7 separate regions of the Mus musculus genome follow, and all the other regions are linked to region 2. A link is a contact called in public HiChIP or PLAC-seq data. All regions are on one chromosome and are shown on one strand. Each heading gives the region's core, a stretch centred on a gene start, on an enhancer-like site or on the middle of the called end of the contact. The rest is flanking DNA. Distances are from core to core; before and after follow the strand shown.

Region 1 (3,032 bases), core at 432-2,931, 450 kb after region 2:
ATATCCATGTGGCTCGAAAGCCTCTAACATTTATTACAGAAAAGTCTCTCAACTTGCCAGTGGAAAAAATCAACATATTGTCAAACGCTTGCCATATAAGGAGGTGAGTGTGTGCATCCTGAGTGACTATCACAAGCTGCAGCAGCAGGCTATGTGGGCACATGCCTGTAATCCCAGCACTGGGCTGGAAAGAGAGGCATCCCAAGCCATCAATGGCAACAGACCCTGTCTGTGTGTAGATGTGTGCACATGCATGTGCCTTCACTAGTGTCTTTCCTTAGGAACCACCATCCACCTTGTTTTCTGAGACAGGATCTCTCATTGGGTTGGTTCCCATCAAGTTAAGTTAGTTTGGTGGCCAGCAAGCTCCAGGGATTCCAGTCTCTGCTTTCCAGCACTGAGATGACAAACATACAGCACTAGGCTTTTGGTTTTTTTAAATTCGTATTCTGAGATTGAATTCAGGTCTTTACGCTTACAGTGCAAACATTTTACTAACTAATCCATCTTCCCAGCTCCAGACCCTTTCTAAAAAGTGTAAAACCAGCCAGGCATGGTGGTAAGTGCTACTGGTCCCAGTGGAGGCAGGCAGAGCTACATAGCAAGTTCCAGGGCAGCCAGGACTACATGGAGACCCTCTCTAAAAAAAAAAAAAAAAAAAATTAATTAATTTTTTTAAAATGTAAAAGCCAAGGTCTGGAAGGATGGCTCAGCCATTAAGAGCACTTGCTGGTCATTCGGGGACTGTAGTTTGGTTGCCAGCATCCCCTTTTGGCAGCTCTGGGGCATTTGAGACCTTTGTAGGCACACACACACACACACACACACACACACACACACACACATTCATCATCCACTTAAACAGACATACACACAAACACACTTTTAGAAAAGAGTGAAAGCTAGCCAGCTGCCTGTGGCATATGGTAGTAATCTCAGTGCTTGGGAGGATAAAGCAGGAGGATTGTGGCAAACTGGAGGTCAGTCAGGGCTATGTCGTGAATTCTAGGCCACAGTGAGACAGTTAAAAAAGGAAAAACCAAGAGGGGCGTGGTGGCACACGCCTGTAAGTCCTGCTTCGCAGAGGCTGGCTTATCTCTGCGAGTTCAACGCCAGTCTGGTCTACAGTAGAGTTTTAGGGCAGTCAAGGTTACAGAATAAAACCCTGCCTATAAACAAAACAAATGCAATTCAAGGTTTTGCAAAACTGCGCAAGTGAGAGAGGGCCTGGTGGGTGGAGTCCCCAGGAGAAAAGGCTCTGGCTTCCAGCCCGCAGGGCAGGGCAGGGCAGGGCGTCGGAGGTTTCCTGCAAACGCTACGCGGGGACAACTGAGAAGAGGATGTGTTTGGGAGCCCACTGCTCCTTCAGCAGGAGTCGGATCTTCTGGGCCCACTGAAGCCCTGCCTGGAACTCAGCGCGCGCGTGCGCCTCTGCACAGAATCCTAATTCTAACGCCACCGGAGAGGAGCAGCCTCCCTAGGTGCGGCCCCTCAAGTCCCAGCGCGCCCGCTCCGCCCACTGACGCCACACGTCCCGCCCTTTCCCCGCCCCCCGCAGGGCCGTGGCGGGTCAGCGGCCTCCCCATTGGCCTGGAGCTTCAGCAGGCGCGCTTGGGATTGACGGACGTTCGCGTCGCTCCCGCCTCCGATCCCGGCGCGGCGCGCGATTGGCTGTAGATGTGGGGAGTCTTCGGTCCCGGGCCTGGGCGGTGCGGACGAGGCCTGAGGCGGCGGCGCGAGGCAGGTGAGCTGCGGCCAGCGGGCTGTAGGGGACGAGTAGGCGGGTGGGCGCTGCGGACTCCTCTCGGGTACTAGGGACTGTCTCAGGGCGGGCCGGGATGTAGGTTGCAGGGATGGCCCCAAGTGGGAACCGCCAACTGGCCACGACGCGCGTGACGCCCTTCGCGTTGCCAGGCCGCGCGCGCCCCGGCGCCCTGAGTCCAGTTGTCTCGTGTGCCCGGGCACTCTGGTTCCCCTTCGCCCCGGACCCCTGCGTGTTGGGTTCCGGGGTCTCCTGCCACCCGTCGAGGCGCACCCACGCAGGCGCCATCCCCGGGGCGCTCCCTTCTGGGGCACAGGTGTTGTAGGTGCGGCGATGGGCGCGGGCCCGGTAGCGAGTCCCTGGCCTGCACACCCTGCCACCAGCTTGTTATCCCGTGTTAGTTGCCTTCGCCCCCAGCCCGGCACGCAGGACGGTACCAAAGCTGGCCCGCTGGAGCTTTTTTGGATGCAGCCGGGGGGACCCGATGCAGTCAGCCCGGCGAACTTTGGTGCTCCCCGCTGTGTAGAGTGAAGTGTAGTCCTGCGGTGTGCGCTTCGCGCCTCCTGGACCAAATACTAATTAGATTTTACCATTCCGTCCATTGCACCGGTGTCGAATTTTAACCTGACTGTTCATACATTTTAGATCTCTCCTAAGGTCTTTTCTTTTTTCTTTCTGCGTCCCAACCTCATGTTCCTTTTCGGTCCTTTGTTTGTGTCAGGAGACAGGGTCTCATTTACGTACTTCTGACTGTCTCGGCTGTGTAGACCAGGCTGGTCTCACAAAGATCCAGACTGTGTCTGCTTCCTAAGTGCTGGGGTAAAAGGGATGTGTGCAACTAAGCTGGCATCTTGAAACAGGTCCTCAGATAGCCCAGGCCCGCCTAGAATTGACTATATAGTAGAAGATGATCTTGAGTTCCTAACCCTCTTGCTTCCACGTACCTAGGATTAGATCACAGGTGTGCACAGCCCTGTGGGTCCAGCCCTGGGTATGTTCTTGAGCAGAGTTGCAGTAATTTCTGGTTCTTCTCTCTTTTGGTTTCCTCGGCCAGGCCAGTCTTGAACTCTTTGCTTTTTCGAGACAGGGTTTCTCTATACAGCTCTGGTGATCCTGGAACACCCAGAGATCCACCTGCCTCTGAACCCAAGTGCTGGGATTGAAGGCGTGTGCCACCACTGCCCGGCTCAGGCCGGCACTTTTATAGCGTGCAGGCTGTGGAGAACTCTACCCAGGCTGTGGGGACTGGGCATGAGTCTATGCTCTAGTC
Region 2 (3,407 bases), core at 703-3,202:
GAGTCAACATGTCTATGTGCCCCTATGTGTTTGTATATCTGTGTCACCATTTTCCCTCTTGTTTCCCCATGCCTGTCATCTGTATGTGTCTCTGTGTTAATTCCTCCTCAGCTCAAAGCACTTGGGGGCACAGAGTGTGTCCCACCTTCCTCTGAGGGAGAACTATACCTTCAGAAACCTTTTCTGCATGAATCACCTTGGCCTTCTTGGGGCCTCTGGGTGGAGCTATGAGAGCAGAGCCTCTTCTGAGACCCTCTGTGAAGTGCCTGCATCCTGGGGCAGAAGGGCGGAAAGAAACAAAGGAGAGTTATGTTAGCAGACAGCAACAGGTGTTGTTGCAGAAACAGCAGGCAGGTCCACTGCATTTACACTGGCTACAGCACCCTGCTTCCTTAGGGTAGGAGCCAGAGAGCCAGGAATTCCCCTAAGAAGCCACACAGTTGTGATGAACGGACTGTCCAGGACACCAGGAGACAATGGGAAGCCCCACGAACTGATGCTCCCAGGAGCAGGTGACTCTACCCTGATGACATTCGTCTCTCTCCAGAGGTCCCAGGTTGTGGGTGCTTCCGTCCTACTCCCACCTCAGGCCCACCATCTCCACACACAAACTCATTGTCTGTGTGAGTGGGAGGGCCGGATGAATGCAGAATGCCTCAGTTTTCATGATGTAAGCCATACCTTCTTGGGGAGTGCACCTCTATTAAGACCCCACCCACTGCACTCTTGGGTTTCCACTATGCTGCCCAACACAGGCATCAGCTCCTGTTACAGGAGTGTGGAACTCCACCCTCTCTTCCTTTCTAAAGGCCTAGGAGGCACCTTTGCTGACCAGCTAGCTGGCTGCGACTCTCTTCGTCCCTAACAAGCAGCTAGTGGGTGTCTACTGAACGTCAACTAACACAGACTTGTCGCTGAATCTTCAGAAAGAACATGAGTTGTGCACTTGATTCATAGAGAACTCGAGCTGAGAGCATTCCAGGGCCGGGGAGCACAGCCAAGAGAGCATGACAAAGAGGGGCTCCGTAGAGCACAGACTCCGCCCCTCAGTCCCTTACACAGCAGTTGGCTTGGGCTGCTGTGGAAATCTGCAGGTGCTTGAAGCCCTGAGGTCTGCTCAGCTTGTGGATCTGTGGCTGACCCTCTCACGCTTACCTTCCCAGAATTTTAGCAGAAATTCCCAGAGATTCCTACTTCCTACTAGGGGTTGGGGATCCAGAAGCCCTGTGGCCACAAATGAAGCCACGTGGTGAAAGCAGATCTCTTTTTACTGTGCACCCCGATTTAGCATCCCAGAGGGCAGGCAGCGAGACGCGCCCCGCCCACCGCCCGCGCATCCGCGCCACTCAGCCAGGCTCCGCGCGGCGCCGCCAGGGTTAAGGCGCAGGCGTGTCCCCTGGGGTGGGGTGGGCCCGGCAGCCTTGCCGAGCTTCTGGAGTCCCATCGGATCGGGGGCCCAACGCGCTCCTCCGCCGTTCTCTCCGCCGCGTGGCAACGTCGTCTCTTCGTCCTCCACCTAGTGGGCTGCGGGTACCCGAGGTGCCAGGACACCGCCCGGAGAGGAGCTTGTCCGGCCGCGCAGACGCCCCGCGGGCTTCGGGGAGGGACTTGGCCTGTTTTCTGGCCTCCACTCGCCGGGGAGGAGCTGTGCGGCTGCAACTGGCGGCGCGTGGAGCTTCAGGGACGCAGGCTACCAGGCCGAGAGCCGCGCGCACAGGGCCGAAGCCACCGCTGCCTGCGGGTTCCCAGCCGGGCCTCTCTGGCTCCCGGCTCAGCGCGGAGGAGGCGCGGCGACACCGCGGGGCGCGGCCAAGGGGGAGGAGAGAGGGGAGCGCGGGCTAGCGCCGGGCCGGCCGGGCCTCGCGGGGCCACGGCTCCGCCAATCTGCGGGCGCTGACGCGGGGGGCGGCTCCGGCGCGCTCGGATATCAGCGGGCCGGGCGCGGGGCGCCTGGAGCTAGGCGGTGCGGGCGCTGCGCTCCGGGTCGGCCTGCTGCACCTGCCAGATCGTCGCCTCTCCCTGCGCGCCCCCTCGCGCTCCCCTTCTCGCCTCTGTCTCTCCAGCCCGGTCTCCCAGCCTCAGCCTGACAGAACAGAGGAGCCGCTTTGTCGCCTGCCCAGGACCCGGCATGGCCCAGCGGGAGCACCGCGCTCTGGATCGGATCTGTCGCGCCTTGGACGGGATGAACAGCCGCGCCTTCTGCTTACACGCCCGCTGAGTGTGGTCGCCGTCCCGGAGACCCTCGTACGCCCCTGCGTTCCCTGTCACCACTGCCACCCGCTCCACCGACGAGGGCCGCTGGCCGCCCCCCGAAATGGCCTGGAGAGCTGGTGCTTTGGTGGCGGTTGTCCTTCACGACGTCCAAGTCTGGGGACAGCCCCCGAGCTGCTAGCTGCTAGTACACTGAATGGACCTTGACCCGCGGGTCGTTGCGGGCTTGGTGCCAAGCTGAGGGGCACCGGTGGAGCGCGCGTCCCGAACCCCCCAGCCCGCTGGCCTGCGCGGCCATGAAGATGATACTGGTGCGCAGGTTTCGCGTGCTCATCCTGGTAGTATTCCTACTGGCTTGCGCTTTGCACATTGCTGTTGACCTGCTACCCAAGCTGGACCGACGCGCCACGCGATCCTCCGGGGAGCCCGGTTGCTCCTGCGCTCAGCCGGCAGCAGAGGCAGCTGGTCCAGGCTGGGCCCAGGCAAGGAGCAGACCGGGGGAGTCCGCCGGTGGCGACGCAGGCTGGCCCAACAAACACACACTGCGCATCCTGCAAGACTTCAGCTCAGATCCAGCCTCTAACCTAACCTCCCACTCCTTGGAGAAGCTGCCTTCTGCAGCAGAGCCGGTGGATCACGCTCCGCGGGGTCAGGAGCCCCGTTCCCCGCCACCCCGTGACCCAGCGCATCGGCCGCTGCTTCGAGACCCGGGGCCCCGACCGCGGGTACCGCCCCCTGGCCCCAGCGGGGACGGATCGCTCTTAGCCAAGTTGTTTGAGCACCCTCTCTACCAGGGGGCTGTGCCTCCTCTGACAGAGGACGACGTCCTGTTTAATGTGAACAGCGACATCAGGTTTAACCCCAAGGCAGCAGAGAATCCTGACTGGTGAGCAGAGAAGAGGAGGTTTGGGGTGGGGCTAGCGCGTCCGACCCTTCGGGAATAAAGACACCCCACTAGAAAGCTATTTCACACGCCAGGCATTTTGTGTACCTTTGGGGGACCCTTAGAAGAGGCTGGTAGGGATCCCTGGTGGGCGGGGCAGATGTGCCTCTTGCCTTTGTCTTCACAATGATTCTAGGGAGAACGGTTTGGGAAGCTCCCAGTGCCCTGGTGTGGGAAGCTGGCGGCCCACCAGAAGCCAGGAGAGCCCAGTGCTCCACCTACAAGGAAGCATGCTGGCCAGCCCTGGCGATGG
Region 3 (3,493 bases), core at 753-3,252, 470 kb before region 2:
TGGGATATAGACAGCATCTCCCGAAAAAACTCTAACAAAGGTGGAGGGATGAGAAGAGGGAACAGAGACAGGGAGAGCAGGGAAAGGGCAGAGGCAGGAAGGAATGAGGAAAAGAAGAGGCAAAAGAATTAGAAGCTGAGTAAGCTGGCAGACTAGGAACAAGGAAGGGCAGGGTCCTGTAGAGAATGTGGAGTGGGGATGGGAAATAAGCAGGGGATTCTGGGGTGGGTGGTGGTGGCCTAGCTATGACTGCAGGAGGTGGGAATAGGAAACGGGGTGCATAAACACAAAGAGGTGTGAAGCACATCTGGGAACCCCCCAAAGGTCCTCACCATTAAACTTTCTATGCCGGGCAGCCAGTGTGTGAATCAGGAAAGAGCCACTGTCCTCTACCAGGCCACGGAATGTGACTTCAGCATCCCTGATCAACTTCTGCTCTGTCTCACTGGAACAGCAGGTGTACTCCTGAGGACAGACTTGAAGGTGCTCACCTGCGCAGAGGAGACAGGGAGGAGGACTGGATGGCAAGAAGGGATATTAGGAATCTCCTTTCATCCCTCGCCTATCTCTGGGGGCTGATTTTTGTCTTCCACCTGCCCGGTTGCTTTTTCCTTTGTTTGCCCCTTCAGCCCTACCTGAACCCTCTTTTATTGTCCCTCACCCATCTCAGCTTCACTCCTATTTGTAATGGGATCATCTATTGAACAGCTGCTTTGAGGGCCATATTAGTGACCAGAGGGTCTTCAGGTAACCCTCCCCAACACTGCACAACCCACTCCTCCAGGGACTTATGGGACAACTATGGAATGAAGAACGGGATTTGTAGGGGTGGGGCTACTTGGTAAGCAAGAAAGTATTGTCATAGAAGCTCACAGGAATTGCAAGGCGATTTCTGGCTGTTAGAAAGACACTAACGGGTGTGCTAATTACAGAGAAGGGAATTCCTTGGGTGGGGACTGAATGAGAGTTATTATATGAGCAGCAGGTTTATTGTGATCCCGGGAAGGAAGTTACTGGAGAAGAAAGATGCTCAACAGATGAAACAATCATCATAATGGTCACTGAAAGGAAAGAGTTATTGTGAGATGGGGAGGACCCGTCCCCGCCCCTTCCCACCCCGACTCTTCCCTCTTTCTTCTCACCTGAGATGAGGGAGGGAGGGATTAGGTTTAAGCTATATCCCCGGGCCCCCAGCACCTGCCGAGTCTCTGCACAACTCCGGACGACCTTTGCCTCACTCCCATGTCCCGGCCCTAGACCCGGACACAGATGGAGCAGCAAAAGCAGGAGAGGTCGCAGCGCAGACATAGGTGCTCTCCTCCCTGGGACGGGGCAAAGTGGGTCCTAAGGAGGAAAGAAGAGTCCGCGGAACTCTAGAACCCCGTTCTCGGCCGCGGGACGTCTCGAAGAAAAGAATAGGAGCGTGTCCCCTAAAACTGAACAACCCCAGCACCGTAGCAGGACCAGGAGGCATCTGCGGAGACAATGGGAGCCGGGGAGCGGGACAGGGGGCGGGGCCCGAAGCGGTAGCCCGCCAATGATAAGAAGAAGCCGGCCCCAGGGGCGGGGACAGGGTAGCCGTGAAGCCAATGTGGAACGGCAACTCGGCAGGGGCGGAACACGGCCCGCACGGCGGAGGCTGGCAGGGGTAGGGGTTGTGGTCTTGAGAAGGGGCGTGGTATTTTGCTCGAAAGGCGGGGTTTGGGTGAAACTGAGCCAATTGCAATTGAAGAGCCGGACTGAAGGCAGCAGCAAACGCTCAGCCAATGGAAGGGGACATAGGAGTAAAGGAGGCGTGACCAGGATGGAGCGACTCCGCACGCGCTGGAGCCCACGTGACAGGACTGCACAGCTACATGCCTGGCGGCTGCTCGAAGCCAAGCGCGCTGAGAGGCAGGAACGTGGTTAGCACGAGCTCGCGCTGCGCCAAGTCTCGCGACACTTCTCAGCCGCGCGAAGACCAGTTAATCTCGCGCCTGCGCACGGCTTATCCCGTGCCTTCCCGCGTTTTTTTCTAAGGCTTAACCGCCCGCCACCAGAGGAAGAAGAGCAGCTGCGGCGGGCGTCTCGCGACCGAGGTGGGATGTCCACTGAGACCTGAAAGGACCTCTGAGGTGGTGACCTTTCTTCAGCCGTGTTCATCTAAAGGTCATTCTTCCAAGTTCAAACTGTGAGGTTGCCCCTTTGGACCCATAAATAGGCAGCGTTCCAACCCCCTGTCTCCACTGAGGTCTGTAGCTCTGTCTCGTGTCCGCTATGGAGGCCGGAAACCCTTTTTTTTTTTTTCGAGACAGGGTTTCTCTGTGTAGCCCTGGCTGTCCTGGAACTCACTCTGTAGACCAGGCTGGCCTCAAACTCAGAAATCCACCTGCCTCTGCCTCCCGAGTGCTGGGATTAAAGGCGTGCGCCACCACGCCGGGCCCGGAAACCCCATCTTCTGATTCAGAGAGATAAGCAGCCTCATAAACGGAAGACACCCTGCTCCCTCCTCCCCCACAGCCCAAATAAGCTTGGGGTCAACCTTATGCAGCGCGCTTTCTGGAAGTAGAGAACGCGCTTTACTCGTTGGAATGTTTGTGGCTTAACTCAAATGACACCTCTGCTTCCGGATCACGAATAGCCTCCCATTTCCTGTAGAGTCAGACAATGAGTTTCAGAAATGGAAATCTGAGGTGCTTTGCTGGTTCGGTTTTAGCAGCTGAGCCTCAGCCAGTGTACCCCTCTCTGATTCCTCTAAGAGGGATTTGTGCCAGAAGCTGCTCAGAAACTGCTCTGTGTAAACCCTCTGGCCTTGTTTGTTTACCTATATTGAAGATTGGCCCCAGATCCTCTGGCCTTATTAAATTAATTTACCTATACTGAAGATTGGCCCCAGATCCTCTGGTGTTATTTATTTATTTATTTTAATTAATTTACCTATACTGAAGATTGGACCCAGGTCCTGTGGCCTTAATTTATTTAGCCATACTGAAAGTTGGGTGCTGCCCAGAGTCTTGGAACATCTACTGCTCAGCTATAACCCCCAGGCCTCTTTTTTACTGTTTATTTTGAATAAGGTCTCACTAAGTTGCTCAGGCTACAGGCTACTCTGGAGTTCCAGGCTGACTTTGAATTTGATGAGCAACCTGCCTTAGCCTCCCAGGTAGCTGCAATTACAAGCCTACAGCATCACTCCTAGTTTCAGGTTTCTGTTTGCAAGCCCTTATAGCAGTAGTGACCATAATACCTCGATGTGGTTAGGTTGACTATTGGTTTTGGTGCTCTATCCCATAGTACTGAGACCACATTCTGGGAGAGAAAGATGATGGTCTATAGAGGGATATAGTAGTAGTAGGAACTCTTTCCTTTTTTCCTACAGCTGGATTAACATGCCTACTCTGTGGTCACCTTCTACCCAGCACCATGGCTCTTCCTCAGGCAGTGAGTCTTCCCCACTTCAAAAGTCTGTGAGACGTGCACAGATGGCCTTGTCTCCTTGTTCCTCCTCCATCCT
Region 4 (3,152 bases), core at 180-2,679, 420 kb after region 2:
AGAAAGAATTTAGGGGGCTGGAGAGATGGCTCAGCGGTTAAGAGCACTGACTGCTCTTCTGAAGGTCCTGAGTTCAATTCCCAGCAACCACATGGTGGCTCACAACCATCTGTAATGGGGTCTGACACCTTCTGGGGTATCTTTCAAAAAAAAATAATTTAGAATAATTTAGAAGTTGTAAAGAGAAGCTGGATTTGTGTCTTGGTCACATAGGGAGGGCGATGCTGGAGTTTGTTAGTGTCCTCAGCAGTTGGGAGAGCAGCATGTCAGGAAGGCGAGCCATGGCCTGTGGCTTGCAGGGCTCCTACCCCAGCAGTGAGGCCTGGGAAGCCATCGGTGGCCTGCTGCAGCCCCTGTTCTCTTTCCTAGGCCCGGCTGTGGGAGAAGCGCTGCAGCATGTGATCCCCACCCTCAGGGCCTGTCTCCAGCCCTCCACAGACCCACACATGCGCCTGAAGCTCTTCTCTATCCTGTCCATGATGCTGCTGAGGCCTAAGGACACTGTCGATTCTCAGGGGTAGGTCGACCCTCAGGTCTGTGTACAGCCCACGTATGTGTTGGATGGGTCTTCCCACGACCCCCTGGGCAGGGCCCCCAAGGTCTAAAGTCCGGGCTTCTTGGTGGTCTGTATCTCTAGAATCCACCCCACTAGGTAAACAGTGATCTTGGTGAGTATACCACAGAGACACAGACAGTAAATCAAAGTCACTTTAGAGGAGTCATTAAAATTCCATCGAGTGAGAAAGTTTTAGGGCGCATTAACTATTAATGGCTTCTGTTTCGGCTGTTCTGTTTTAAAAGGCTTTTGGCACCTTTCAGACCTAACAGACCTGACTAAATTAGCATTGATGGTGAAGGCTTAAGGGTAGTCTGTTATCTCAGAAAAGCTCAGGGGCAGCTCTGCAACCTAAGAGCCTCAGATTTTATGGCTTTGAAGTAAAGGGAAAGTGGAACAAAGAGCTTAGGAAAGAACAGGCTCTCAGGGGAGGAGGGAAGCAAGCCAAGACACACACACACACACACACACACACACACAGCAGCTCATCCTGGAGAGGAGGGTAGAGCGAGGACACACACACACACACACACACACAGCAGCTCATCCTGGAGAGGAGGGTAGAGCGAGGAGACACGCACACACACACACACACACACACACACACACACACACACACCCCTCCCTCTCCTTGGTTCATTGAACAGACTAAGATTCAAATCACTCTGGGACCTTCCAATCCTGACCCTTGGCATCCTGGGTCTTGCAGATGGAGACCTGAGAACTTAAGCCCTGTGCGAGCTCCTGGGATGCCACCTCCCCCCACCTCACCCCATCCCCCACCCCCAAAATCAAAAAACCTGTCACTGTGAAGTGTGGTAAGCAAACTATAAAGTTCCCTATGAGTTTCTCATTCTAACCTTTCTCCTTCGAGTGCACTCTTAATGTGGGGCTGACTGCCAGCCTCTCACACGCTGCAGGAAATTCTGTTTCCTGCGATCTAAAAAACCTCAGGGCTGAAAAGGGACCATAAAAAGGTATTAATGAGCGTCTTGGCAACAGGCCTTCGGGCAGGCGTGTACACAGGAGTGGAGTGAGAGAATGGCTGAGCTGCCACCAGACTGTAGCCTTTTCTACACACCCAGTATGCTGAGGAACACTGCCACCCCTGACCCACAAACACAGCTGCCAGGTTTGGGCCAGGTTCCCAGTGACACACTTCAGACCTCTCCAGGGATCAGGTCAGTCTAGAGAATCCAATTATGCAGATGACTTACTGAGTGAGAGATTGCTACTGTTTGGGTAGGGACAGTTTGAAAATAGCATTGTCTTAGTGTTCTATTGCCATGACGGAACACCATAATCAAAAGAGATTTAAGGAGTTTATTTCACTTGTACACGGTCCACTGAGAGAAGTCAGGACAGAAAGCTGGAGCTAATGTAGATGCCACTGAAGAGGGCTGCCTACTAACTACTTATTGGCTTGCTCTGCCTGCTGTTTTATAGCACAGGAGCCCTGTGGTAGCACCACCCACAATGGGCAGGTTCCTCCCATCTCAACCACTAATTAAGAAAATGCCCTGCAGGCTTGCCTACAGCTAGATCTTAGAGAGGCAGTTTTTCAGTCGTGGTCCCCTTAGAATTAGTCTCTCAGCTGAGTCTAGTTTGTGTCAAGTTAACATAAAACTAGTCAGTACAAAATATTATTTGGTTTTGATTTATAATCACAGAATGGTAGAATGAAAGGTTGGTTGTCCAGTCAAGACTCAGTCTAAGGATGTCATCTCTGGCAGGGAGTCAGGATTCTTAGAGAAGGCTCTCTCAGCAAGCCAGAGTGGTAGCACCACCACATCCACCTACCACACAACCGGAGACTCCCACTCCCCACCCCTTCCTTGCACTCTTGCCTGAGCTATGGAGATGCCTGTGAGAGAGTTGGAGGGGACTACAGAAAGCTCTACCGAAGCCACTGCCTTTGCAGGGGGCCTTTGCTTCAGTGCTTGTGGTAGCCTTGAAGTAAAATTTGGTGTAAATTCTGGACTGGAGCCCAGTGAGTAAAGGCATTTGCTTCCAGACCTGACTACCTGAGTTCAGGCCTCAGGGCCCACATGGTAGAAGGAAACCAACTCCTGCAAGTTGTCCTCTGACTTCCGTGTGTGCACTGTGGACGTGTAGTACACGAGTGCAATAGATAAATGAAATGTAATGCAAAGTTAAGAAACAAGATCGGGGCCTACGGCCTAGGAATGTGGCTTAGCTGGTAGAGTGTTTCTCTAGCTCACAGGAAGCCTTGTATTCCTTCTCCAACACTGCATAAACTCAGAGTGGTGGTGTACGCCTGCAATCCCAGCACTCAGAGTGGTGGTGTACGCCTGCAATCCCAGCACTCAGAGAGGTGGTGTACGCCTGCAACCCCAGCACTCAGAGAGGTGGTGTACGCCTGCAATCCCAGCACTCAGAGTGGTGGTGTACGCCTGCAATCCCAGCACTCAGAGAGGTGGTGTACGCCTGCAACCCCAGCACTCAGAGAGGTGGTGTACGCCTGTAATCCCAGCACTGAGTGGTGGTGTACGCCTGCAATCCCAGCACTCAGAGTGGTGGTGTACGCCTGTAATCCCAGCACTCAGGAAGTGGAAGCAGGGGATCAGGTATTCCA
Region 5 (3,102 bases), core at 255-2,754, 410 kb before region 2:
GGCAAGGATAAAGAGACAAAATAGTGTTCAGATAGAGAGAGCCCGGGCTCTGGTGTAGACCTGGGATTCTGGTTCTCAGTACACAGCGTTCTGATCCCTGGACAGGGTCGGTCACCTGTCACCACATATACCGCAGCATCCTGGTCAATTTGTGGCATTCTCTAAATTACTTTGTGTAGGACAAAGAGCAGTGGCAATGCTTGTGGAAAGAAAAAACAATTTGGTGGGGACAGTGACTGCCTCCATGACACAATTCATGGGCAAGGGCCAACCTGCCCTTGGGACTTCCCAATTCAATAAAGCAATATGTCACATAGCAATATGACACATGGGGGTGGGGAGAGTTAAGAACAGAAGCAGGTCTGAGAGAAACTTCAATGTTTTGGTTCCTAGAGAAATAAGGAAGAGCAAGCAAAGGAATGATCCGTGTGTTTTGAGGGTCACCTGGGCTGCTGCAGTGAAGCCAAGGTTGATGTGGGGTGATCAGCAAGCCAATTTGTTATTTTGCTCTTCCCAGCAGATGACATTAATAGGTAGATGGTGGTAAGGGAGGCAGAGAGAAATCAGTTGGTCAGAATGGGAGTCAGCAGGATGGAGATGAACAAACAGCTTCAGGGCTAAGCAGTTTGAAGTTAATGTGCTAACAAGCAGAGCTCTGAATGGGACAAGTGAAGACCACTCTTATTAGTGTTATGAAATATAAAATATAAATTGTGGTATAACATGGTAGGAGTAATACTTGGCAGGACAGTGCCGAGATGTTCCTCTGAGGAATCACACCATGCAGCATGCCTGTATAAAGATTTATTGTGGAGATGGGAGTGGGAACCTGGAAAGAGGTAGAGGCAGAGAAAGGATAGGACAGAGAAAGACAGGAAGAGAGAAAGAGAGCAAGAGAGGCCTGCCAGGAACACATGGGAACTGAGAGAGTGGGAAAGGGAGAAGTGGGGGTAGGGCTGTGAGCAGTCCTCTTTAGATGATGCTGCGCTGCCAGGCACCTGCCTCACACCGGGTGGGGCAGAGACAAGCTTTTGCTGGGTAGCCATTGGGCAGAATTGCCTGTTTCCAGGTGGACATGGGACAGGAGCTGGGAAGGGATGGTGAATTGCAGATTCAAACCAGGGACTACTAGTATGTAATACTGAGAACACACCTTGGGGTGTGCTGGGTCACTCAGGTTGGCTCCTGACTGCCTCCACAATGGCTTTCCTGATTTTAGGATCTTGCAATCTCCAGTTGTTCCATTCCCTGCCCCTTAGCTGTGTAGGGCTGAATGGGATAAGGGCTAAGTTCCTCAGGGGCAGCCATGGACCCTCCTCTCTCTGAGGCAAAGAGACGATTGACCTCAGCGACCTCTGCAGCTTTCCTCACTACTACTGCAGATCTAGGAAGTAGCAAGCAAAGCCTGGTACTGTAACTTTAAGAGGGACAACCCATTACCCTGAGTTCACTACCACTGAGGCCTGCAAAAAGGAAATAAGGCTAGGTTGTGGGAAGTTACCACAGTGCCTCTAACTGCTGACAATGTGAAAACCTCCAGCCATGAGAACAGGCAACACACAGGCTGCCCATGCAACAAATATGGGCCAGATGCAGACCCTGGTTCTATTCTCAACATTGCTGACCCTCTGTGTCTCTGAAGGTGAGTGGAGAGGCCAGAGCAGTGTAGGGCCATGGGGGTGGACAGTATGGACACACAGGCACTGACCTTCCTGTTTTCATTCCTCAGCAAGCCCTGAGGTGTGGGTGCAAGTCCAGATGGAGGCCACCAACCTCTCGTCTTTCTCAGTTCACTGTGGGGTCTTAGGATATAGCCTCATCTCCCTGGTAACAGTGAGCTGTGAAGGATTTGTTGACGCTGGAAGGACCAAACTAGCTGTGTTACATCCAGAATTTGGTACCCAGCAGTGGGCTCCTGCCAGGCAGGCCCACTGGGAAACCCCAAACAGCGTCTCTGTCACTCTGACCATGGGACAATCCAAAGCAAGAAGCTCTCTAGCCAACACCACATTCTGCTGCGAGTTTGTTACCTTTCCTCATGGTTCCAGGGTTGCCTGTAGAGACCTGCATAGATCAGATCCAGGTATGTCTGGGGAGAGGCGGGAGACGGGGAGGATCTTAACACTGGCTGCCCATCTGACACTTTTCTCTGTGTCTAGGACTCTCTGCCCCAACTCCAGCCCTCAATCTTCAAGCAGACCTGGTGAGGATCTTGGGAACCTCAGGAGTTTTCCTGTTTGGTTTCATCTTTATACTATGTCTCCGGTGGCAGCAGAGGCATTGGTGAGATTGGGTTCAGTAATATCCACACACCACTTGGTTAGGTGCCTTCTGCCCCTAACTCTGCCTCTTCTGTCTTACAGGTGTTTGAGTAAATCTCAGCCATCTCTCACTAGCACCCAGGCACAGGTGGAGACTCAGGTAAGGCTTGAAGGAGGATGTTTGGAGCAGGATACCAGGGGTCCACAGCTGGACAGGGACTTGGGGTCTTATCTGACTCTCCTTCATGCCCTACAGCCCACCAAGACCATCCCTGGCCACTGGGGTGGATCCACCATCCCAATACCTTCCCCAACCTCCAGCCACCCTGTTTAGCAGCTCTGTATGAGGCTGTAGTCCATTCTGACCAACACATGCCTCAGGGCACATTGCTCCCCACTAGTGACCCACACCAACCCCATGCCTGTCTCCTCAGCCTCCCCACTTGGCCTCTACACACAGCAGCTTCATCTCCATGGAGAATGGACTGTATGCTCTGGCATGAGTGAAACTTCCCCACACTCTTCCCAACTTCCACCGACTGTCTGGAGCACAGTACCCTGGAAAAATGCTTAGAAGTTCAATGACAGGTACCCTTGGTCCACTACAGGCCTTTGGAACATCTATCTACTGATGTCTTCAACCTGGGCACCAGGCTTCTTCATGAATCTTGCTCTATTCTTAAGCTTCTGATCAGTGTCATCAAACCCTGCTAGCCAGGATGTGGTTATTGAGTGTGCATAAATGGACACAAGTGTGAGCCGAAGAGTACGACAAAGGTTCAGTTACATCCTGTTTTTGCACACATTTCCAAACACCCAGATGATTTCTTTACCAATGTCC
Region 6 (3,241 bases), core at 178-2,677, 400 kb after region 2:
TCCCCTTATGAGGATAGCAGCTAGCCCCAATATCTCAATCTTGACATCTGCAAAGATCCTACCTCCAGACACTCACACTCTGATGGACTAGGCTTAAGACTTTGACATACGAGTCCATGACACCTCTAACACCAAGCCTTTGCTTGGCCAGTCACCTCTCTTCACAACTCTTTTGCCACCCTAAGCAATTTTACATGGTTCCCCTAAAGCTTCCACGCCACATTCAAAACACCTAAGGGTTCACACCAATTTCCCACAAAACTAATGTCAACAACAAAAAAAGGCCAAATTTGTTACAAAACCCAACCCCTAACATTATAAGCCTGTTCTCAGATGTGACTCGTTTGGATGCCCAAGTCATGCAGCACTGAGTCAGGCCTAGGAAGTGCCCAGTGGGGGGTCCTGACCACTGACAATACCATCTCTGACCCCCTAAAAAAACACTTCCAGCCATCGAGCATACCTCATGTCTAAACTGAGGTCAGACCGTGTGGCAGATTCACACTTGACTTCTTCATGACCTCTGAGGAACCCAGTAAGGATCAGCCATATCTACACCATTAGAAAGAACCTCAGCTTAAGCTGCCCCTGAGGAAAGGAACCTGAAGGTGCAGGCTTGCAGAAGCTTGGCCACTCAGGCCAAGTTCCAGACTCAGGCACAGGACAGCCCCACTCTTGGCCTCGCCCCTAGCCATTTGCCACGCCCTAAGGCCTGCGTCCCACCTGTCAGCCCTTGTCTCAGGCACCTCAATCCTCACGCTTCACCTTACTCAGACCCCCACCCCTCCCTCGAGCTTTATGTCCCTTCCCCAAACCTGCACCCCACCTATTATTGAAACTTGTCAGCCAGCTGCGCGGCCCATGCCCCGCCCACCTACCCCCCCATCCAACCCACTACTCCTTGCCCCGCCTCCTTCCCGTAGACCCTTATTCTTCGCCCCGCCCACAAAACCAGGGCTCCGCCTGCCACCTCCTGCAATGCTCCCGAAGTCCACACCCCGCCTATTTGGTTCTTTCCCCTCCCATTATCCCTTATTCCCCTCTCTTTACACTAAGCCCCTACCCAAGAGGCCCGTGTCCCGCCTACCAACCCCCTCGTACCGCCCACTACCTCTTTCGCCCAAGGCCCTTGCCGAGCTTGCTGTCTTCTGCCTCGCCCTCAAGGTTCGCGCCCCACCCCAGACTCCCGGACCTAGCCAATTACACTTGCTTCTCTTAGCCTCTCTCGTCCTCCTGCCCGTCACTCCGCCCTCTAAGCCCTTTGCCCGCCCACTTCCCTGGCCCCGCCTCTCCCTTACTCCCTGCCCCTCCCCCAGCATCACTCCTAAGGGGCGCACACTCAGCCTCGAGCAACCCAGGCAGCCGGAAGTCTTGCCGTAAAGCGTGCTCGGACCATCGTACTAGCGCCGGTTCCCTTGGAGACAGGCAACGCGCTCAAGATGGCGGCGCCGGCGGAGGCGGAGGTGGCCGCGGCCCCGGGCTTAACCGAGGCGGCTGAAGCCGCGGAACTGACCCGCGCGCTAAGCCGCCTGCTACCGGGGCTGGAGACGGAAAGTAAGCTGGGGCGGCGGCGCGCTCTGGAGGCTCTGGAGCAGGTACTGGAAGAGGCGGTGCGGCCCGGCGCGGATTCCGCGGCCTTCCAGGGCCCCTGGGCCCGTCTGCTGCTGCCGCGCCTGCTGCGGCTTCTAAGCGATCCGGCCGAGGGCTGCCGCGCGCTGGCCGCTCACCTGCTCGACCTTGGCCTGCGCCGCGCCGCGCGGCCCCGCGACGCTCTGCCGCGTCTGCTGCCGGCGCTCAGCGCACGCCTGGCCCGACCTGAACTCGCGCGGCCGCCGCCGGAGCCCTGCGAGGAGCTGCGTCTCGCCCTCGTGCAGCTGCTCCACCTCGCCGTAGACCTGGGCGGCGCCGCGCTCGCGCCCCACCTGGACGACGCCGTGCGCGCCTTGCGGGCCGCGCTGCTCGACCCCTTCGCTGCGGTGCGCCGGGAGGGCTGCGAGTGCGCAGCCGCTCTGGCCCGTGCCACTCCGGGTGAGCGTCCTATCCGCTTCCCTGGTTACCTAGATGTCCAGAAACTGAACTAAAGTGGGCTGGTTCCTTCGTAAGGTCATTTCCGATGGGAGGGGGCACGAGACAAGAGATCTCACCATGTAGCCCTGGCTGGTGTCAAACATAACGCTGCTTCTACTTCAGCCTAAAGTGCTAGACTCTCAGACCTGTGTCACACCCATTTCATGATCATTTTTATGCTGGGTTATGGGACTCATGTGGGAAAGGACAACTCAACTCAGTTTCTTTACTCCAGTGTCTTCTCTGTCTCTGACACGGGTCACTAACTTCCTGGATGAAGGGAGGCTGCTTCTCGTTTATTTCTACCCTCTATCTACAGCCCTGCTTGATCAGGGCTTTTTCCCTTTTTTCCTTCTAGACTAGAGTTTGGAAAAGTTAAGAGGCCCTACCTAGTGTTTAAAGTCTTCCCGGGGGTAGGGGGGAGCCAACTTTGTGAAATAGGTGTATATATCCCTCCGGATGCCTGGAGCATAAGCAGCTCCCAGCACCATTGGAGAGAAAAAGTGGGAGCTGAGGCTAGCAGAGGCCAGAGGAAGGTTTGATGGTAGCCACAGAACAGGGCCCCATGCAGCTGTATCGCATAACCAGCAGCCTCCCTAATCCCACAGAGCACTTCCACATGCAATCGGAGTCCTTGATAGGCCCCCTGATGCAGACCATCTCCCACCAGCACTGGAAGGTCCGGGTAGCCGTTATCGAAGCCACGGGCACTGTGATCCAGTTTGGCAGTGGGAACTCGGTGGATGATGTCCTTTCCCACTTTGCTCAAAGACTCTTCGATGACGTCCCTCAGGTACTGGGAGTTTTCTGCTTGACAGTCCTGAAACCATGTGCTTCTGTTAATAGAAGTGTCCTCATGTGCTCATCCACTGAGAGAATTTCAGTGCAGGGCCTAGTGCTTAGGGCCTTGCCGGGAAGGACAGAACGGAAGTGGAAGTCCGGTGCTGGGGTGGTCTCCATGCTGGTGGGGGGCAGACAGGAGCCCTCCAGATGTAGACAGAGCACTCACTGGCTTTCAGAGCACAGGCCTGTCTCAGACCTTAGACTGTTGTGGCTTATGGTAATGTCCCCTAAAGAGAAAGGACTGGTGGTAGGCAGGCTCTGTCTCCAAGGGAGGAAACAAGTGAAGGGGGAGCACATGACCCTGGCTAGGTGGGAGGAGGAGAAGCGGGCA
Region 7 (3,497 bases), core at 263-2,762, 490 kb before region 2:
CGGGAACAAGCCCAGCTCAGAGTAGTGAGAACCCTCCTACCCCAACTCCACCTTTACCTAACATACTGGACCCATTCCCTTGCTGCTAGTCAAGCCTTGCGCCAGCAGATCTGCTCACCCTTGAGCACGGTCAAGTGCTTTCCAGCCACAGTGAACTGCCGGCATTTCAGAACTGGAGGGGGCAGCAGCGTCAATAGGGTGCTCACTGCAGAGAAAGGATGTGGCAGGAAATCAAGACCTCCACATCACAGTGTGGCACCCTCTAATCTACTCCTCTCCGAGCTCCAGCTTTCCCCCTCTCCCCCACCTTGGGCCTTGAAGGCGCTCTGTTCTCCACGGAAAGTCTCCCCAGGAGATCGAGTCTGTAGCAAGCGCAGGTAGCCTTGATCTCTGACTTCTGGTGCCTCGACCTCCCGCTTCCACACGGTCACTACAATCTAGGTACAGGAGCCATCGGACCATGATCACGAGGGGTCTTAAAATGTCATCTGAATTATAGGGCAACAGCCTCAGCTCTGTTATCCTACCTTGGCCTTGGGTGTCCCTGGGGGCAGTCTATCCAGTGAAACGGTGAGTGGGAAGATGACTTCATCTGTGGACACAATCGGTTCTTCCACAGGCAGCTAGGGGTTATATGAAAGGGGTGAAAATGTCAGGATGGCGGCAAAGATTCAGGCTCCTTTAACGTTTCTGCAAGACAGAGCAAGTCTTTATGCCCACCCCTTCTTGAAATCATATGCCTCCCGTCTTAGGTTCCTCTGCAGGACAGGACAATGCTGTCATCTGCCTCCTACATCAGGTCCCTAAGGAATCCATGCTCCAAACTATCTTTCTAGCTTCCAGCAAACCTCCCCTCAGCCCTTGTCACCCAGAGATCCTCACCGTGGTCGCGCCCCCTGAGGTAGCAGGGCCCTGGCCGTGGGTGAGAAGGGGGCTGCAACCTCGAAACAAACCCCCGCCCCCCGGGTCCCCTCCCCCCGGGGGGTCAGCATCCTGGTCGCCGGCGCTGCCGCACCCTGGCAGCGCTCCTCCTGCGCTGACCGAGGCCAGGGCGGCCAGGGAGGTCGCCAGCTCGGTCCAGGCCCCTCGGGATGCCAAGCCCGCGCCGCCCCCAACGCCAGCCCCCACGCTGCCTCGGCAGCGCAGCACCAGCAGAAAGCGGACTGTCTCCCCCAGGTACAGATGGTTGCGCCGGGGCAGCGCCCGGTACCGGCCCGGGTCCCCGGCCAGCTCGGCGCGTGGCGGTAGCGGCACAGCCGGAAAGTACATCGAGTAGTCGCATTGGGACTCCATTGGGTGGGGAGGACGATGCGACCCGAGACCGGGCCGGCAGGGAGCCACGGGACCGGGGGAGCTCGGCCTGCGAGTCCAGACACCGGAGGACCGCGGCTCCGCCCGGCAGGCAGCGGGACACACCAGCCTGGCCCGGAAACCAGAGAAACGAACCCGGAACCTAGACCCAGCAGCGCCAGACCAGGAGTGCGGGCGCTGAATGACTGGAGAGAAAGCGGAAGCGGAAGGAAGGGGGCGTGGCCTCCGAGGCTTCTTGGCTGAGTCGAGGGGTGAGTGCGGGCTGCTGAGGAACCTTTAAGGATGCTAGACTGGCTTCTTTGGGTAGAATTTATTTTTATTTGTCTCCGCCTCCCTCCTTTCCTTTCTTTCTCTTCTTCCCTCTCTCTCTTGCTTTCTTCCCTGACTTTCTCTTTCTGTTCCCTCTCTCCCACGCTTCTTCCCTTTTATGACAGCATTTCTTGTAGCCCGAGCTGGCCTTAAACTTCCTCTAAAGCTGAGGATGAATTCAAATTTTTGCTCCTTTTGCCTCCATTCTCCGGAGCGCTGGCATTACAGGTATGTGCCATCAGGTCTGACTTATGCAGGGCTGGGCGTTGAGCCCAGGGCTTCATGAATGCTAGGTAAGCATTCTGCAAACTGAGCCACACCGCTGCCTTTTTTTTTTCTGATATTTTGTTGTTGTTGTTGTTATTATTGGTGATGTGTGTGTGTATGTGTGTTACTGGAATGCCTGAGCCTCAACCTCATGCTAGCCAGTCGTTTTACCAACAGCTGTATCCCCAGCATTGAGGGAATACTGAAAGAAAAGAAAGACCCCATTACTTAGCCTAATTTCTGTCCAATAAAAGATTCTCCATCACTTCTCCTTTTAGAGCCCTACATAGAACAAAGAACTGGGGGCAGGGGAGATGGCTCTTTGGTTAAGAGCCCTTGCTGTTCTTGCAGGGGACCAGGGGTTGGGTCTCAACACCCACATGGTGGCTCACAATATTTGGTAACTCCAGTTCCAGGAGATCTGTGGACACCAGGTACATTTACACATGTAGGCAAAACACTCATACACATAAAATAAAATAAGTCTAATAACCTTTTAAAAAATAAGTAAACGTTTCGTAGCATTTATTCATCCAACAAATATTTTGATAGTGAAATTAGCACAGCTCCATAACAAATATTTCGTAGAGAAATGGACATATATCATGCCCCAAACTTTCTCTGTGTCGCTGTCATCTTTTGCCCCTCCAGGGGGTTTTGAGGAACTGCTACATGAATCTGTCTTGAGGCTTGAAGTGGCAAAGTTAGGGGTTGGGGGAGGCAACAGATTCTGCTGGGATTTCTAGAGGAAGTCCAGACAACAACAGTCTCATCTTAGAGCAAACTTCCTGTTCCTTCCAAGGGAAATACATACGCACCTAGAGGTCCTCCACCCGTCGCATATGTCCTAATTTGTAGTCTGATACCTATGGGGACAGTAGCCTTGAGGTCTTGAGAGGCGAGGAGACTGTAGGAGGAAACTGCTTAGCATCAAGTTTATCCTTATACTGTAGCTCTGGAGTAGCCAAGCGTTCACATTCCTCTTTGTCTTTCTGGTTTAGTCCACTCTGAAGTACATAGCCCAATACCTTAGCTGAACCAAACTGTAAAGGACGGAGCTTTGCATCAGCGATGTATTTGGGGTCTAAAGCCTCACCTCCCACCAAGCAACGTTTAGCCAGAGCTTCTCTTCGAGCCCGGAGCTCAGCCACAGCACGTTGCAGTCGACTCCTGCCATACTGTTCTATCCGCGCCCACAGACTACGGTTGAAGTGAATATAAAGAGCCCAATCCAAGTTATTCCAAGCTCGGGCCTGTTTGGTTAGCTGCTGATCTTCACCAGTCACCACAGTCTTATTGGCAGTTCTGATAAGACTCTGCTTTTTTCCAGCCTGGGCATTGTGCATGAAGCCCACCACATCGTCCAGACTCCAGCACAGGGCATCTGCCAACAGGACCAGTGACTCATCAAAGTACTCGGCCACCATGACCAGGTCAAAGACTGAGTCCAACCAGGCCAGACCCCATTGGATAAAGGATGAGGGCCTAAAATCTGAGGAGACAAGGCTGGCTGGCTGCTTGTAACTATCAGCAGCTGTGGTAACAGGACGGAAGAGAGTTCCAGGGCTAGCACCGGAAGGTACAATATGTAGCTGGAGAGATTTGGGGTC

Evidence for each region. HiChIP or PLAC-seq counts read pairs in DNA pulled down with a chosen protein or histone mark.
Region 1: a contact with region 2 is called in an H3K4me3 HiChIP or PLAC-seq map of forebrain, with 5 times the contacts expected there. The contact joins the promoter of Sun1 here to the promoter of Fam20c in region 2. A contact is called at or near these places in 2 of 39 promoter capture datasets (embryonic stem cells and neural stem cells), 15 of 115 datasets of contacts at active chromatin or transcription factors (astrocytes, bone marrow-derived dendritic cells, bone marrow-derived macrophages and 11 more) and 2 of 9 other capture datasets (adipose tissue and embryonic stem cells).
Region 3: a contact with region 2 is called in an H3K4me3 HiChIP or PLAC-seq map of forebrain, with 4 times the contacts expected there. The contact joins the promoter of Stag3 here to the promoter of Fam20c in region 2. A contact is called at or near these places in 4 of 39 promoter capture datasets (the 3T3-L1 cell line, hippocampal neurons, liver and 1 more), 3 of 484 Hi-C or Micro-C datasets (all in embryonic stem cells), 11 of 115 datasets of contacts at active chromatin or transcription factors (astrocytes, bone marrow-derived macrophages, embryonic forebrain and 5 more) and 1 of 9 other capture datasets (liver).
Region 4: a contact with region 2 is called in an H3K4me3 HiChIP or PLAC-seq map of stem cell-derived neural progenitor cells, with 2.1 times the contacts expected there. The contact joins the enhancer-like site here to the promoter of Fam20c in region 2. A contact is called at or near these places in 6 of 39 promoter capture datasets (the 3T3-L1 cell line, embryonic stem cells, hippocampal neurons and 1 more), 1 of 15 datasets of contacts at CTCF or cohesin (the NIH/3T3 cell line), 3 of 484 Hi-C or Micro-C datasets (the HL-1 cell line and nephron progenitors) and 13 of 115 datasets of contacts at active chromatin or transcription factors (SST interneurons, bone marrow-derived dendritic cells, bone marrow-derived macrophages and 10 more).
Region 5: a contact with region 2 is called in an H3K4me3 HiChIP or PLAC-seq map of bone marrow-derived macrophages, with 4 times the contacts expected there. The contact joins the promoter of Pvrig here to the promoter of Fam20c in region 2. A contact is called at or near these places in 6 of 39 promoter capture datasets (the HPC-7 cell line, cranial neural crest, frontonasal cranial neural crest and 2 more) and 2 of 115 datasets of contacts at active chromatin or transcription factors (both in bone marrow-derived macrophages).
Region 6: a contact with region 2 is called in an H3K4me3 HiChIP or PLAC-seq map of embryonic stem cells, with 14 read pairs. The contact joins the promoter of Dnaaf5 here to the promoter of Fam20c in region 2. A contact is called at or near these places in 9 of 39 promoter capture datasets (the 3T3-L1 cell line, 3T3-L1-derived adipocytes, cranial neural crest and 4 more), 3 of 484 Hi-C or Micro-C datasets (embryonic stem cells and nephron progenitors), 11 of 115 datasets of contacts at active chromatin or transcription factors (the NIH/3T3 cell line, astrocytes, bone marrow-derived dendritic cells and 7 more) and 2 of 9 other capture datasets (adipose tissue and embryonic stem cells).
Region 7: an H3K27ac HiChIP or PLAC-seq map of bone marrow-derived dendritic cells shows a contact between it and region 2, with 6 times the contacts expected there. The contact joins the promoter of Map11 here to the promoter of Fam20c in region 2. A contact is called at or near these places in 2 of 39 promoter capture datasets (embryonic stem cells and neural stem cells), 2 of 484 Hi-C or Micro-C datasets (both in embryonic stem cells), 12 of 115 datasets of contacts at active chromatin or transcription factors (bone marrow-derived dendritic cells, bone marrow-derived macrophages, embryonic forebrain and 5 more) and 1 of 9 other capture datasets (macrophages).

The regions. Positions count from the first base shown.
Region 1 is chr5:139,198,956-139,201,987 of GRCm38.p6, forward strand. It overlaps Sun1 (Sad1 and UNC84 domain containing 1), which reads left to right and starts at 1,682. Exons shown (of 23, transcript NM_024451.2): 1 at 1,682-1,744.
Region 2 is chr5:138,753,129-138,756,535 of GRCm38.p6, forward strand. Fam20c (family with sequence similarity 20, member C) reads left to right here and starts at 1,953. Exons shown (of 10, transcript NM_030565.6): 1 at 1,953-3,097. The coding sequence starts at 2,508.
Region 3 is chr5:138,278,507-138,281,999 of GRCm38.p6, forward strand. Stag3 (stromal antigen 3) reads left to right here and starts at 2,003. Exons shown (of 34, transcript NM_016964.2): 1 at 2,003-2,148; 2 at 3,359-3,493. The coding sequence starts at 3,369. Gpc2 (glypican 2 (cerebroglycan)) reads right to left here and starts at 1,431. Exons shown (of 10, transcript NM_172412.2): 1 at 1,143-1,431; 2 at 333-491; 3 at 1-31. The coding sequence starts at 1,308.
Region 4 is chr5:139,173,757-139,176,908 of GRCm38.p6, forward strand. Dnaaf5 (dynein, axonemal assembly factor 5) reads left to right here. Exons shown (of 13, transcript NM_001081265.2): 9 at 370-517. Among named protein-coding and RNA genes, the nearest start is that of Dnaaf5, 25 kb to the left of the region's middle. Within about 2 kb of position 1,430, at least 89 of the 459 cell types and tissues checked have an H3K27ac peak or open chromatin away from gene starts, as enhancers often do. A contact at or near this core is called in nephron progenitors and stem cell-derived neural progenitor cells, where this site is marked.
Region 5 is chr5:138,340,427-138,343,528 of GRCm38.p6, forward strand. It overlaps Pvrig (poliovirus receptor related immunoglobulin domain containing), which reads left to right and starts at 1,505. Exons shown (of 5, transcript NM_001378438.1): 1 at 1,505-1,642; 2 at 1,730-2,083; 3 at 2,160-2,283; 4 at 2,364-2,421. The coding sequence starts at 1,543.
Region 6 is chr5:139,148,808-139,152,048 of GRCm38.p6, forward strand. It overlaps Dnaaf5 (dynein, axonemal assembly factor 5), which reads left to right and starts at 1,428. Exons shown (of 13, transcript NM_001081265.2): 1 at 1,428-2,028; 2 at 2,676-2,860. The coding sequence starts at 1,440. It also overlaps a transcript of Prkar1b not described here.
Region 7 is chr5:138,262,540-138,266,036 of GRCm38.p6, forward strand. Map11 (microtubule associated protein 11) reads right to left here and starts at 1,513. Exons shown (of 11, transcript NM_153161.3): 1 at 883-1,513; 2 at 528-623; 3 at 308-437; 4 at 119-205. The coding sequence starts at 1,293. Gal3st4 (galactose-3-O-sulfotransferase 4) reads right to left here. Exons shown (of 4, transcript NM_001347507.1): 4 at 2,382-3,497. The coding sequence ends at 2,754. 6330418K02Rik (RIKEN cDNA 6330418K02 gene) reads left to right here and starts at 1,506. Exons shown (of 3, transcript NR_045821.1): 1 at 1,506-1,562; 2 at 3,218-3,466.